Linked DNA regions of Hordeum vulgare: region 1 is linked to region 2. The links are chromatin contacts, called in public Hi-C maps. All regions are on one chromosome and are shown on one strand. Each heading gives the region's core, a stretch centred on a gene start, on an enhancer-like site or on the middle of the called end of the contact. The rest is flanking DNA. Distances are from core to core; before and after follow the strand shown.

Region 1 (3,228 bases), core at 478-2,977, 150 kb after region 2:
GTTGGAAATATAAAGGTGAATAAACCAACTCAAATAAATATGTGGTAATCTAAATGAGACGTGAGACTATGAGATCAAAAACGTTCTTGGGGGTCCGTAATCCCCTCTAGTGTGCATCTATAGTGGTGCCTAAACACAATGCTACTTCGGATTCCTAAGCTACTTTATATGTTTTTTTGTGGGTGGAGCCAGTACAAATACGTGATACACGTGGCATCTCCGTATCAAATACTGCACCATCGTTCTTCCCCACTCCGGTTACCAAACGGTGGTTTAGGGGAAAGAGGTCCCCGTGGACGCAACCAAAGTGGTCTCTGTTTTATCCGCCGTTGCAACCATCTGCTACAAAGGGAGGTGGGCCATGTCACGTCACCCACCTCCACAACGACACGGTTAGCCAATAGTAATTACTTTCCATTCAAAACCCACATACATTGGTTGGTCGACTGCATCCAACATCAATATGATTGCTAACATAAACATGTAAATAGGATATCAAATACTAATATGAAAAATTATATTATACTAGGGTTCATCCATACCCCGAGAACAAATGGGATTACTCACTCATGAAGGCAACACAAATCATTTCACGAATGATGGAAAACATGAACGAATCACACATGTAATACACAAGTTATTCCTCTAGGGATCTTGAGATTACAATGGAAAAAATGAGGTGGTGGTGATGAGGATGATGATGGAGATGATGTTGAAGCACTCTTGATAGAGATGATGGAGGCATCGCCTCCCTTGACCGGTTCCTCCCTCTGGATCGCTCCGGCGGCTAGGGTTCCTGCTTTTGACAAGTTTCAGGTTTCTCTGGGTCTGTGATCCATGATTTGTCTTCACGGATTGAATATAATGGGTGAGGCAGCGGCGATAGCACTCCATATGATCACTTATACAAGCGCGCGCGGTTGTATGCAACGTCATCTTTTCTTCTGGTTGCCCTGCGGCGGTTGTTACTTTGCCCATTTTGCTTCTTTCTTTTATGGTAGGTGATTATCACCTTAATTGCATGAATCCACTATCATTTTCTGAGATTTCTTCCCTAAACCAATATTTCACAATTACCAATAAAAATGGCAAAAAGAAGTGTGCAAACGCAATAAAATTCCACATGCCCTATAGAGGAGGCATAAAAATACTTGTAAAATAGGCACATAATTTGGACTCATCACCCTCGAGTAGAACCTTCTTGAATGAAACTGAAAAGAAAAAAAATGTATTTGTGTGCTTTTGTGCCATTTCATTTTTTGGTAGCACAAAGGATTAGCAACACAGATGATAAAAATGATTTGCCTCAACAAAATTGGTTCATCTACCTAAGCACCACGCTCAAAACAATAAATTGGGTCTAGGAGTGTATACGCTCTTAAACATGAATGAAGCGCGTGAGAGATAAAATATAGGGTCTTTTACATTTGTGTCTCTAACTCAAAACCACTATTCAGATTTGCCCTAATTTTGTAGCATGTTCAAATTTGCTCCTCCATCATTAGTTATACTTATAGAAATACCATTCCGTGCCGTTTCTGTCCAATGAAAGACGTTTGGCTGCTATGTGGCCGTTTCTTTGACATTTTCGCGTTTGTCTTCACATGCCACTTACTGGTGGGACCCTCTCTAAGAAATAAACTGAAAAATCCCTTTCTCTCATCTCCACTCTCCCACACACACTTACATGTGGGGCCACTCATCCATAGAAAAATGTAAAAAAGGAAAAGAAAAATTATCTCTCTCACCTCTGTCTCTCCCTACCGAACGATAGGCCGACGACCTCTCCCTCTCAACTCCGACGAGCTTGCCGAACGGGCGTTGCCTGTGTCGCTCGCATCACCCGATTCCGATGGCCTCTCTCCCTCGTTCTCTCTCCATCACTCGCTCTTGTTCCCCTCTCCGCCGCTAGGCCTCTCAAGCAAGTACGCCAGAGAGCGCCCCATCGCCGGTGTTTGTCAAGCACGAGGCCAACGGAGCCCGAAGCGCCACCACCTCGCCAGGAAGCTCGTATGCCATGACTTCACCCTGCCAGCCTACTATTTTGACCAGAGACGTCAAGCACAGAGAGCCATGGCACATCTCCCCCGCCTCCGAGCTAGGACCGACGCATTCGATTCGACGACGTTGAAGCACGCCGTCTGGCCCCAGCGGTTCGTGTGGCATCCTGATTTACCACAGAAGACTTGGGATTCCTCCATAGACTGGATGACCTCGGGTCATCGTCCCCATGAACTCCGAGCTTTGCCATGGCAATCATCGCCGAAGTCCTTGCTTCCCTGAGCCCCAGCGGCATCGCCATCATGATCCTACTGAGCTCCTCAACGTCACACGAACGTTTCCCCTCCCCCTCACTGGTACATTGTATCTGCCCCACTTGTGCCGCCCGGATCCGCCGCTGGAATGGTCGCCGCCGTTTTCTCCGGCGAGCATATGGTCCGAAGGCCACATCCCTGGACGCGGTAAAGCCAGGCCTATCTCTCGGCGGGCGTCCACCACGGGATTTAGTTACCACCGACAACCGTCAGCCTAATCCATAGTAAATTAATTAAAGTACTATATAAAAAATATGTCTAGAAAAATAATGGTAAGCCAATGACATGTGGACCCAAATATCTAGTTTGAATAGTCCTATTCTATTTCTTTTTTTGGATGAGTGGCCCCACATATAAGTGTGTGTGAGAGAGGAGGTGAGAGAAAGGGCTCTTTCAGGTCATTTTTAAGGGAAGGTCCCATCAGTAAGTGGCACATGGAGACAGGGGCAAAAATGTCAAATAAATGGTCACATTGCGGTCAAACGGCTTTGACTGGACGAAAACGTCACGAAAGAGTATTTCCATAAGTGTAACTAACAACACGAGGGTAAATTTGAGCATGCTTCAAAATTGGCGACACATTTGAGTAGGTGGTTCGAGTTAGGGATAGAAATGCAAATGTCCCAAAAATATAGGACACAAGTGTGCAACTCCTAAGTGCCTAATTGAAAAGAGGGATGCCTAATTAAAAACCTCAAGGAGGGTGTGTGTGGGGTGGAGGGCAATGACATCAGCCCGGGTCAAAAGGAACTACGTAGCCTGTCGGTTTCTAAATGGCAGTTTCATCACGGATTAGAAAAATCACAAAACTTAGAAAGAGCTCTTTTTTCTAAAATATCCGTCTTTTGGGCTCTCTTCATATTTCCCAACACACTAGCAGAGCAAGAGATTTGGCGTTTGCCGATTCCCAACC
Region 2 (3,238 bases), core at 269-2,768:
CATGTGTACCGGTGCTTGCCTAGCAAAACACTTGTAGATGGTTTGGACGATGTGCAAACTCCAGAAGCATGTGCTGCAATGGTTTGTGCAATAATTGAGATGCGGGCCCTTTTCGATGTGGCAGCCGACATGTCACAGGCGGAGCTGTTTTATAGTCAACTGTTACAACAATCGAGTTCGTGTATGAGTTTTATGGGATTTTCAAATTTGTGTATGAATTAGTTAATTTCAAGCAAGTTGTTTTATCGCGGGTGTAATTAAGGTAGTATAAGAGCAGGTATAATAAAATACAGTTAGATGAGAGAGAAGAGGAGAGAGAAGACTGTAAGGATTAAAACATTATATTTTTGTTGAGTTGGATGAGAGAGAAGAGGAGAGAGAAGGGAAGCGAACTACAGATTAACAGTCGGCTGTAGCAGAGGCTCCAAGAAACATTGTGAGGATGTAAGGTGGGTCATGTATTTATAAAGTAGTACTCCCTCCGTTTCTAAATATAGGTCTTTTTAGAGATTTCACTAGGAGACTATATATAGAGCAAAATGAGTGAATATACACTCTAAAGTATGTCTATATACATCCGTATGTAGTCTTTTAGTGAACCTCTAAAAAGACTTATATTTAGGAACGAAGGGAGTACTTCTTAACAATTTGTTACTATACGTGTTAACTATTAGATCGATTATACTCTCTCCATGACAGTATATTGGACGTATCTCACAGGGCTCTGGGACCAAGATGTTTTTCTATTGGTAGGAAAAACCGAGCCGACGAGCTGTAGAAACGCCTAATTAATCGTAAAACTGACGCATTAGCAACCTCCGTCCACTAAACGAACGACTTCCTCGCATGCATTGGTGAAGACGGTTTCCAAAACATCCTAATTAATAGGCTAATTAATGTCATGCGCCTTATTTTCTTCTAATTATGAAAAATTATCGTTTTTGGGATATGTCCAATATACCATGATGAAGGGAGTATATGACATGGCAACTCCTTAGGCTGGCCATAGTGGAGGTATCATAGCTAGTAACATAGTCTTGGAACTAGTAAACATGGTGATGTGGCAAGTAATTAAAGAAGAGAGAGAGGGTTATAGTAACATAGGTAGATACCGTACCATGTTAAATGCTATGCTACTATGTGTCATGCATGTCAATAAATGAGATCATCTATGATACTAATTTATGATACTATGCACTATGAAGGTACTATCATACAATAGTAACATATGCATGATACTACCATATGTTACTCCCCACTATGAACAGCCTTATAGCCGACCGTTGGCTATACTATTAACCATACTCTAAGAGGTCATATACCTTAAATTAAATTACATGGCTCCTGTAAGAAAAACCAACCAAACAGAACGGAAACAAAACACTGGGCACAAATTCCGGAGCCTCGAGAGCCACCCGTCTGGTCCTCCACTCCATTCCACGGGCTCAGCAATTAAGGCCCAGTTAGCCTCTCCCTTTCTTAATTTAAGATTCCCATTTTTCAGACCAACTCGCATTAATTAAGATTTAAGGCGAGCCTAATTCTACTCCTCAGCGCACGCACTGCGCTCGATAACAGCAGCACCCATGGCCACGGAGCCCGTGCAGAGACGCTCTCAGTCACGCCCCCACTTTCCATGGCGAGACTAACCTTCGCCGCCGGAGCTGGCGCCGTGGTGGTGGTGGCTACCGCGTGGCTCCTCGCCGCTTGTAGTGTAGCGGCCGGGGACCCGCCGCTCTCACCCAAAGGTCTCAACTATGAAGGTATGTGCGCCGCTTGCGGCTGGCGTTGGGCGGGGGTGGCTGGGCTAGGGACGAGGCTAGGGTTTGGGGATTTGGTACTACGTGGAGGATGTTCTCGTGTTAATTGCGCTCGGTGCGCTTTGCGCGGTGTTTCAGTGGCGGCGCTGATGGCGGTGAAGAGCCGGATGCGGGACGAGAAGGGGGTGATGGCCGGGTGGGACATCAACTCCGTTGACCCCTGCACCTGGTCAATGGTCGCCTGCTCCCCCGACGGATTCGTCGTCTCGCTGTGAGATCTCGCTCCCTGATTTGTTGTCTTGCTGTTGGACTGCGCCTGCGCGGATGCTCCTTCTGCCCGTTGTTGTTTTGCTGTTGGTGATGCCGTGCTGTTTTGTTTGGATGTTGGAGTGCAGGCAGATGGCTAACAACGGATTGTCAGGGGCTCTGTCGCCGAGTATCGGGAACCTCAGTTACCTGCAGACAATGTAAGGCCTTGGAAACGAACTCACCTATCCAATCACAGTTCCTGTTTCCTTAGTTCCTTTGACACGGTGTGTCTTGCAACACCGTTCAAGTTTGAAGCTTCCGAGCTTAATCGCTTCAAAATGAGGAGGTTCGTACTTGTGTGTCTAGCCGTTGGAAAATATGAAGCACAACTGCTGTTTAGGTTCAAACAATATTACTGTTTAGGCTATTCCGTCGGTGACTCATTAGTATCAGGATAGTTAGCGAGCTGAAGGTGGGGAACTATACAATATAAGTCTTGCCTTAATAGTTGAATTTATGAAAATCCCAAGCAGGGTCCGTGTGTGCAAACTCTCAAGGCCAGGACAAGAACTGGTGAATAGAATAATGCTGAGAGATCACAGGCGGTACAAGCCCCCCTGAACAAAATTTGTTTTCTTTTTTGGCAAGAATGAATGCTATTGGGCGTACCCTATTCTTTCAGAACTCAACACGGCCAAATCAAGCTTACTTTGTATGATTGACAGCGCAGTCCAGCTAGACTTTCTACTCCTTATTGTACCCATCATACTGTGTCCACCCTACTTAGAACACGTATGTATGCATAATATTTGTTATTACTTGTGCTCCCTCAGTCATGGGATTGTATTCTTTGTACTGTTTGTAGATCTTGTTCCATTGACTCCCATCTGTCCTAACGAAAACGAAATTTACTACCAATGCTTTGTTGCTCAACTTTTTTCTCTGTTGCCCCCCTTCAGGTTACTACAGAATAACAGAATATCTGGTGAAATTCCTCCAGAGACAGGGAAGCTGGCCAATCTGAAAGCTCTTGATCTTTCAGGTAACCAATTTATTGGTGAAATCCCGAATTCGTTGGGGCAGCTGACTCAACTAAATTATCTGTAAGTATATGCTAATCTATTACCTCAAATTGATAGTCTTATCTATTGGATTGTTTATGTCTTGCTGTCTAAAGCACCACTGTGTCTGTTAAATTTACATGCATATGTTACGGATAGAACAGGGTG

What was found. Hi-C and Micro-C count contacts between places; a contact is called where the count stands out from the background.
Region 1: a contact with region 2 is called in a Hi-C map of leaf, with 4 times the contacts expected there. The contact joins the enhancer-like site here to the promoter of LOC123402394 in region 2. A contact is called at or near these places in 2 of 6 Hi-C or Micro-C datasets (leaf and seedling).

Annotation. Positions count from the first base shown.
Region 1 is chr6H:131,476,909-131,480,136 of MorexV3_pseudomolecules_assembly, forward strand. No RefSeq gene overlaps it. Among protein-coding and RNA genes, the nearest start is that of LOC123402394, 150 kb to the left of the region's middle. Within about 2 kb of position 1,728, at least 1 of the 3 cell types and tissues checked has open chromatin away from gene starts, as enhancers often do. A contact at or near this core is called in leaf, where this site is marked.
Region 2 is chr6H:131,329,468-131,332,705 of MorexV3_pseudomolecules_assembly, forward strand. It overlaps LOC123402394 (probable LRR receptor-like serine/threonine-protein kinase At5g45780), which reads left to right and starts at 1,519. Exons shown (of 11, transcript XM_045096308.1): 1 at 1,519-1,763; 2 at 1,899-2,031; 3 at 2,156-2,227; 4 at 2,969-3,112. The coding sequence starts at 1,637.